2 separate regions of the Gossypium hirsutum genome follow, and region 1 is linked to region 2. Evidence: chromatin contacts called from public Hi-C data. All regions are on one chromosome and are shown on one strand. The core of a region is the stretch at or near the end of the contact, and the rest is flanking DNA. Distances in the headings are between cores, read along the strand shown.

What was found. Hi-C and Micro-C count contacts between places; a contact is called where the count stands out from the background.
Region 1: a Hi-C map of leaf shows a contact between it and region 2, with 2.9 times the contacts expected there. The contact joins the promoter of LOC107946648 here to the promoter of LOC107946834 in region 2. A contact is called at or near these places in 2 of 34 Hi-C or Micro-C datasets (both in leaf).

The regions. Positions count from the first base shown.
Region 1 is chrA08:70,118,780-70,123,441 of Gossypium_hirsutum_v2.1, forward strand. It overlaps LOC107946648 (vacuolar protein sorting-associated protein 26A), which reads right to left and starts at 2,136. Exons shown (of 11, transcript XM_016881064.2): 1 at 1,893-2,136; 2 at 1,718-1,792; 3 at 1,509-1,583; 4 at 1,294-1,366; 5 at 1,106-1,150; 6 at 762-873; 7 at 335-401. The coding sequence starts at 1,895.
Region 2 is chrA08:69,412,345-69,417,200 of Gossypium_hirsutum_v2.1, forward strand. It overlaps LOC107946834 (outer envelope pore protein 37, chloroplastic), which reads right to left and starts at 3,507. Exons shown (of 6, transcript XM_016881304.2): 1 at 2,847-3,507; 2 at 2,296-2,385; 3 at 1,799-1,966; 4 at 1,441-1,535; 5 at 1,128-1,248; 6 at 54-1,006. The coding sequence starts at 3,251. The coding sequence ends at 749.

The DNA.
Region 1 (4,662 bases), core at 886-3,385, 710 kb after region 2:
GAAAAAGAAACTCAATGGAGAACAATATACAATGGTCAATTTAGTAAATGTCCTGAAACCATAATGAAAGGCCAAATAGATTGATGTTGGCTTTCTTGTATATGAGTATAATGTCGGGAATAAAAGGGAAAAGCAACTCTTCACAATAAGGCAGAGTCTAAAGTTCTCCCTTATATGGCACACCTTAGATACACTTATTTGTACAATGCTGCTAGTGCATTTGAGAGTGAGGTTCCATAATGCGCAAGAAAAAGAGAAATGAAAAAGGAGATAAAACTCATTTTGAAAAGAAAAAAAATAATGAAAGGAAGAGGATGCAGATGAAAACACTTACTATAAAGTCCTGGTATTCCACTATGCTTCCACCATAATTACGACTAACTGTCACTTTCAGGACATACCTGGGAAAAGAAACGAATCAAATTCTAACATGGGTTGTCCAATTATAGTCTCAAAATGATCAACCTCAGCTGCGGACCAACAAAACAATATTTTATTTAGAACTCCAAAATAAACATTTTTTAATAATACATAAATAACAGAGTGATTTGTAAACTTTATTTTTTTTTTTGTTCAACGATTTCTAAACTTTATTGAGCTAAGTACCAAGAACTATTATTATGATAATCGACTGATTTATAAGCCTTAACAACCCATAACAAACATACATCCAGTGATCAAGGAAATACTCAAATCAAATTGACTAAAAGTGATGTGAATAAAATTTTATCTTTAAAGATTTAGTGCAGGGGGTACCATACCTAAGCCGCAGATTTGCACCGTTATAAGTTTCATATGGCATTTCAACTGTTGAAAATTCAAATGGATATGTTTTTCTTTCATATATATCCCCAGGAACATCCAATTCACGTACTGCAAATATCAAGAATATAAAAGTGGCAAACAAAACAAACCAATCAACAATCTACTAAAACTTAGCATAAACCAAACTTTTGTGCACATCATAAACGAGAAAGCTAAATCATAAACTTTTGTGCATCTCTGCCACATGCATCTAATGAAAACTAATCACTGAAATTTATTTAAAAGAACACCTAAAAGTACCCAGGCAGAGCAAACAAAAGTGAAGTCAGAATATACGCACCAAGGGAGGTAAAATCATAAAAGTTGCCTCTGTCAAAATACATCTCTGGAAAGAAAAAACAAAGTTAGCATTAACTTCATTTCAACAAGAAATACGAATACACGTAAAAATTCAGTCCTATTCAGTTTCCATGTCAGAATGATATTTAAAGCTTGGACTGAATCAGTGAACAAAGAGCAAGGACGAACCTATTTGACCAAGGAGCTCAACTTTAACACCAAGATGTTCAATTTTCTTTCCTTGAAGTGGTTCTATGGAAACCTGAAAGCGGCAGATAATAGGAAGTTCTTCAAAAGGTTTAGGGTTGATAAATGAATCATCAAAGCTATGAATATAATACGACTTCAATGATCTGATCCCAATCTGTTAAAATCTTTCTAAAAGTAAATAAGTGAATAAATACCTTCCCAGCAATACTTTCTTTACTTTGGAAAAGCGAAACCATAATCGTTTTGCCATTTTCCTTTTTCATCGGGACCTAATCAAACCGCAATAATCCAGATTCCACAACATGAATCGTGAAAAATTAACTAATAATCACAATAAAAATAAAAGTCTAGTTTTAATTTTCTTTTTAAACGATTCTACACCTGAGAGGATCGAGAGGAATACCTGCTTCCGAGATTTTCCGTCGGAAAATGTGATCGAGATATTACATGCAGGCTTGAAAGCTCCAATCAGGAAATTCTTTTTAAAAAGAGCAAATCCGAATTACATTCAATAAACAGTCAAATTGGAAATCCATTAGAATTAAGAAAAGCAAATTCCAATGAAAGTGAGATATTACCATGCTGTTACGTTGCAATGAAATTGAGGATGAGTTAAATATATTGTGAGAGCAATTATTGAGATCGGAAAGCGCAGGAAGGAAGAAACGAAAAACCCTAGACGGCAGAGGGGATTGAAATTGGCGAAGGAGAGGAAACCCAACCAACCAGTTTGAGTTTTGACAGTTAGGAATGAGAAGCAAAGACTGGCGTCTATTCTATCCAGTACTACCAAGCTCGTCGTCAACATCACGTGCTTTTCACGCGATGTCACTATAATAATAATAACTAGTATTTATCCCGAGCTGCGCGTGGGCTATATAATTCATTATACGGTAATAAATTATTAAAGGAACAAATAGATTTCTTTTTAAAAAACTAATAGATTAATATCTATATGGGTACATTCCCTTAAAAATAATTTATATGGGCAGATAATATAAAGTAAAACTCTGAAAATATTGAGCCAACTATTCTCTTAATTGTTCACCCTTTGCAACAACACCAACTATTCTGCACAATCCACCACCACCTCAATTTAGGTAGCCTTTACCTCCTGTTGCGAAGCATCATCCCCTCCCAAAATATCTTCAATCTTTGCAATGACATCTAAGTAGAGGTATCTCCACCCTTCTCTTCTCTTTTCTTTTTTTCCTTTTATTGGCTTCCCTAGGTCTCCATTGAGCCTCCTTTTGTGGTTCAAATGTACCTTTCCCTTCAGCTCTAAGTTTTTTCTGAGCCTTTTCAAATTCATCTTAAGAAGTAATTTTCATTCTTGCCATTGTGAATATAAGAAGACAAAATGACAAACAACTAAGAGAGAATAACAAACTTAAGTAACAACAGCTTAAGGAAAATATGAATCGATTAGGGTAATTGCACAACCACTTTAAGAACACTTTTTGGAAACAATCAAATCAATTTCAAATCCCACATTAATGATGAAAAAGCATGACAATTGCCACTCCTTTTTCCCTCCAAGATTTAGTGAGAGAAACAAATCACAAAAAGAAAATTTTATAACAAAATTTTGAATCCAAAAATAACCCTTGACAAAACAAAATCAAGCTTTTGTGTTTGGATGCCTTCCAAAAACTTGTGAGTCATTTAGACGTGACACACTCTAATAGAGGACTTCAAGTGTTCAAACCTAGTTGCATCCAATGGTTTAGTGAACAAATCAACTAGTTATTTTTGTGTGGACATGAACTTAACCTCAACAACACCATTCTCAATCAATTCCCATATGAAATGATACCTAATGTCAATATGTGTAGTCTTCTAATGTTGTACTAGATTCTTGAAAATATTAATGTCACTTGTGTTATCACACAAGACAATAGCCATATCTAATTCAACACCAAAATCTTTCATTATTTGCTTCATCCATAGCAATTGAGCATAGTAACTCCATTCAACAACATACCGATAGTGAGATTGAACTTGTTTCTTATAGTACTATGACACCAAATTCAATCCAAGGTAGAGACAACCACATGATGTACTCTTCCTATCATCAATGTTACATGCCCATTTAGCATCATTGTAACCAACTAGATTCATGATGCTATCCTTTGAAAACCAAATTCCCAAATCAGTAGTTCTATGGACATATCAGATAATCCTCTTCACAGGTTTCGCATGGGACTCTCTTGGACTTGCTTGGTACCTAGCGCATACTATTGGATCTGGTGCCCTAAGTGTAGTATTTTTCGTCTATGTACATTTGTAATTTTTCAAACAAATTGGTTAATAAAATTATTCATAATTATATTAATACCCTATGTATATTGTCCTCACGTGGTTTTTGCATATAAAGCTAATAGAAGCAAATATTGGCTCACTAGTTATCTAATACTTAAACTAATACTAAGCAGTATTACGTGGTCTAATTGTAATACGAAAAAATAACTTATACTGGTAGACCAAACTAAACATGTCCTTAGTCTAATAGGAAATGAGCAAACCGTTTGAAATACTAATGTGTCGTCTATCAAGTCCAACTGGGGCGGTGCCTTGTCTTGCGCATTTGAGTGGATGACTCTTGTAATGACCCGATAATAAGGGGTGTCAAAAAATGTATTTTCGAGACTCTATTTTCTTAAACCGAACTCGTAAATATTTTTATTAAATATTTACGAGGCTAGGTTAGTAGCTAATTAATTTTTAGAATAGTGAATTTTGTAAAAGTAGGAGTTGTTAAGGTACATGGACTGGATGGTGTAAGGGTTAAAAGTTTGAATTATAGCTTAAAATAAATTAAAATGACTAAAGAAGCAATTATGCCCTTGTTTCATTTAAAATGGACATTTATGACATGTATATATATTATATATTATGTTAATATAATATGTATATATGTTATACTAATAAATTGTATAAAATGTATGTATATTATATAATAAGGTATAATAATAATAATAATAGTACATTAAAACAGCCAAAAATTTTCTTCTTTCATTACTATTACACTATTACATGCAAAGATTAAGAAAACAAAAAGAAATGAATGAAAGAAAGAAATAGCAAGGACATACGGCCTAAGGGGTTTAAGGTTCAAGCTCAAATTGGTTAGTACAATTTAGTTCTTATACTTGTAATTTCTATGTTTTTGGAATTCTGGTACCTAGAGCTACCCGACTCATATTGTAATTTTTAGTATTGTTCAAGATTTTAGATGTTGATATTGTTGAATAGTTTAAGTATTAAGGATTAAATAGATAGATTTTTAAGTTAGAAATGGAAAAATGACTAAATTATGGAATTAATTGTTGATTTTGAACAATAGGG
Region 2 (4,856 bases), core at 2,257-4,756:
TGAAATTCAAGTTTACAAATCAACCTAATGTTTTTTCACATAGACTGATTGGAGACCTTGAAATCATTTTAACAATTTAAGTTGACAATTAAAAATTAGTTACATGATAATGTATAAGACAACTAAATAATCTAAAAAAACAATCCTACATGAATAGCATCATTACACTATTTTGTGAGTAAAAAAATGTGTATGATCCCTGGAGAAAATTGTGGATACGAGTGTTAATGGCACTGGACGACATCACTTGTTCCATCCACTCCATCCCAGGTAAAACCGGCCTCACCTCTGATTGTTTCATATTACCGAAGGCAAAAAATGCAGTCTACATCACCTTCTCTCTGAGATTTTAACAGGAGCCAAACAACCTTTGATTAAGAGGAACATCAATATCATCGTCCACTTGGGGTTATTTAGGTAGTGTAGAGTACAAGATGATGCAACCAATGATAGCTTGATGGGGTCATTTGCGTTCTTAATTTTATGCATGACCTGCCAAAATGATTTTGGTTAAGAGAACCAGAATCGGACTCTTGACTCAAAGAAGAGAGGGAGAGATACAGTCCTGAGTTGAGGCACCACTGGAGCTATTTATCAGAGATGGAAACTGAAATCTGAAAGTTGAAAGAAAGAGGTTTAGGTTACTTCTGTTTTCTTGGCCATCAATATTATTCGTTCCACTTGAATGCTTTGTTCGTTTAGTCTTATACATAGCCTTCCAATTCATATCATAATTTAATTCACAACTTCAACAACCAACTGATGCCATTATGTTATAAATTATAAAGCAATTAGCAATTATATATATCATCACATAAAAAGATGTCCAATAACCATGCCAAAGAGAAACAGGAAGTGTGGCATGGGACAACAATAAAATATCCCACCTCTTTTTAACACGGAACAATATCACTGTTGACGTAATGTCATCCTGTGGTACCTGTAGCATAACCTGGATTTTCATCTTCATGGGGGTCGTCTTTGCCTTGCCATTTTCATCTCCAACCTGAAATGAAAAGAGGATATATATCAAGTCATTGTCGTCATAGGAATGAATCTCAAGCAAACAATTCAGGACAACCAAGTTCAGCAAACGACAAATGCTAGAGAAAACAGAATAAACTTACCCATAGAGAAGCCCAGCAAAGACGAACCTCAGAATCGTAGCCAGCTTTGAATTTCAAGTCTTTGTCATACGTGTGCTTGTACACCACACTCCAATAGTTTGAATCAAGATTGTACCAGTAGCTGCACATAAATGCAATAGAACATTTCAATTGAAATTGACATTGCAGGGAAAAAGCAACCCTCTATAGCTAATGAATCAAATATGTTTCCATATATATATATAATGCAAAACAAAAGAAATGGCACCTCTAGCTATTAAGCACATTCATGACAGATTCCAATATTTACAAAGATAAAGTTGTAACTACTAACCTCAATTTATCCGATGGACTGAAGCGTCGCTTGAATGCAAATGACGCCGTATTAGTTGGTAGTGAAATGCTAGGAATAAATGACATTGTCCCATCCTGCAATGAAAACCATCAAAACCATCTACTAAAGCACTCAAAAAGCTTGAAAATTTACACATGCATAATGTTTTCCAACCCAGCATTTTCCTATGAAGAAGGTGATCAGCCACCTCAGCCAATTTTGAAAACCTAGCCATCTAAGTTATTCAACATTAGGTGTACCAATGGATCTCCCATAGAAGCCAGAGTAGCCAATCAATGAACAAGTATATAAACAAGACTGTAAACACAAAGCTAAAACATTGAGGGAAAAAACCCACCTTATATGAGTATCTTAGTTTCAGTTCTTCATCCATGTAACGTGCGGCACCTACCCCATACAAGATTGGACCTTTAACAATTCCATTTATCGACAACCTTGGTACGTCATCCTCTTCCCTCTCCTCTAATGAAAATTCACCGATGGGAAATCTAAATGTCGCTCTGGGCTGCAGCAACAGGAAAGTTCAGATGAGTTAAGAGAGAAAAACAGCTATGACCAATGTTGAAAAACATCAGAGTGGAGGCACAAAATACAAGAGGACTGCCATTAATCAAGTGTTTTAAGCGATGCAAAAGTTAGTATAGTATGGGTTGAATAATGCATAAAGAAAATAACAACAGTATGACACCACATGCATTAAGCAACTTAGAACCACAAAAAACTGCTGAAATTGAATTACCACGTCATTCTATGATAAATGATTCTCAATTGTCCATAACTTAATGCCAAGCAATCGATTTTCACTAGTAAGACACCAGGAGAAACAAAACTCACCAATGAAACATCGGGAACAGGTGATGACACTTCAACAGCATAACTAGGATCAGCAAGTTTTGCAATAACTGCCAGTTCACCTTGTTGTGCCTGAGAAAAAAAAAAAGAGAGAGAGAGAGATTCAGGGGATATGGCATATGTGGCTTTAAGGAAATATTTATTCAGCACTTAAACAACAATTATGATAGTTGGCTTCAAAAACAATAAACTCCCCATTCCCAAAAATACAACGAAAAAAAGGATTGAAGATAAAAAACAACACAAGGATGTTCAGAGAGGTCTTCAAGACTCAAGTATGACTACCAACTTGACCATTTTATGAAAGCAAATTCCTCTGAAACCCCATTATCAATTTCATAGGCTCGAAAAACGATCACCAAATGCAAAGCCCGGTACTCGAAAATTCTCTTGAAAACCAAATAATAAACAATCTTTCATATCTTCCATGCACAATAAAAAAAAGGTTTCAATTTTATGCAATTTTCAATGACATTGCCAACCATGACTCCCACTAAGCCAAAACCGCGAGTTGGAAGGAAAGGAAAACCAACCTTAACATCAATGGCAGCTTTGAAATGCCACGTAGGACCGACATTGTAGTAACCCCGGAATATGGCATTTTGTTCTTCAGGATCGTAGTATATGGACAAGTACTTAGAAAATAGCGCCAACTGGGGCTCCGTGATCTCGCGTTTGGCGTTGTTGATGAAGGAGAGTTTGAGCTTCGCAAGGTTGTCGAAGAGCTTACAAGACAGCTTGTGGAAGAACACGCGGCTATCAGTATCGAACTCCGAAGTCACTCTGAGGGAGGATACCGAAGAGAGAAACTGGTAGGGCTTCGTGGGTGGTGGAGAAGGTGGCGGTGGCTCAGGCTCCGGCTCCAAAGGGGACGGTGGCGGTGGCGGTAACAGGGGCGGGACAAGGTAATTGGGGATTCGAGGAGAAGCGTCCAGCATGGCTAAAATTGGGAGAGGGATTTTGGGGTGTGTAATTGAAGGTATATGGGTGGTAATGGTATTCAAAGGGTTAAAAATTCTGGCCTTTGGTTACCAGAAAAAATCGAGGGGCCAGGGTTACTCTTCGTCAACCTACGCTTTTGCTTTGTTTGGAAATTGATATTTGGGAGAGAGAGTGACGTCTTTTGCATGCTTGTGTACCCGGTTATTTCGATTTCTACATTTTTTAAATTTTCTCATTCTGATTTGCCCCCTTCCCCCCCCCCATTCTCCCATTTTTTTCTTTTTACCTAAATGTCTTTAGAATGTACTGATTGAACCCTTAACCCTATACTTTTTTTAAGATAAAACTTGGGTTGTTTGGTTTTAATGAGATTGCATTATTTGAATTTTTAATATTTTGATCTTTTCCTAATCTTATATTCGTCAACAATGTTAAGATGTGGTAATGGTACACTATTTTCTTAGGTTATCTAAAATTCCAAGTGAAATATGAAATTATAGACAAAAAAGAATATTTTATACTGATATTACTTTTTATCTTGAAATTACTTTGTGGTTTATTATATTGATGGTTAATGATTTTTTAAAAAAGTGTTTGTTGAATGTTATAGGAAAATGAATGGTAAAAGTATCGGGAAGCCCTTGTACTTAGGAGTGAATTGTATTTTGACTTCTTTATTAAAAAATGGATAAATTTGTCCTTATACATTATTTCAAAATGTGCAAATTAACCTATTCATTAAATTTTTCTTGATAAATAATGGTGTGGAACATTAAATCCATGCTAAAATTATTTTTTTGGGTAAACATTAAAAATGATGACTCGATTATTAATTTTTTTTATTTCATCACTAAACTTTTCGAAATTAAATATTTTAGTTACTTTGAGCTAATGTGGGCTTTTTTATTGGTTAGTAACAAAATTAGCCCTTTAATGTTTGCACATTCTATCAATTTGATCCTAAATATAAAAAATTAAACAAATTTAGCCCTCAATGTTTATAAAATTTTTCATTTTAGTTATAATTCTAAAAAATCAATATGCCCCTTAAAATTTATAGAATTTGTCAATTTAGTCTTAGCTCAGAATGAAATGCATAATTGGGTGACCATTTTTATAATTTACCCATAAAAAAATAATTTTCATTAATCTTATATTTCGTTAACCAAACACATGAATATTACATTCTAACCAAATAGACCAAACAAAGTAATGCTATACTCCATCGATAATCTTACATTAATCTCAAATACCCGTAATCTAAGATTTGGTGAACCAAACGCACTTTTAGAATATGTTTAGATTAAAAAGGAAAAAAATTAGTATTTGATTAAACCAGATAAAGGAAAAGAAATAATTGAATATAATATTATTTTTATAATTATAACATTTTTATGATATATTATGTAAAAATGGAGGGTAAAAAAGATATTTAACATCTTAAAAATCTATAGATTTTGTTTCTCTAACTTTCCCACCAATTTGAGGGAATTAAAAATTTGACACTTTGAGAAAAAGCAAGAGTCTCAACTTTTCCTTACCTAAAAAAAAAATTATCCAAACAAGTTAAACAACTTTCTCTTGCTTTCCTTTCATTTGTT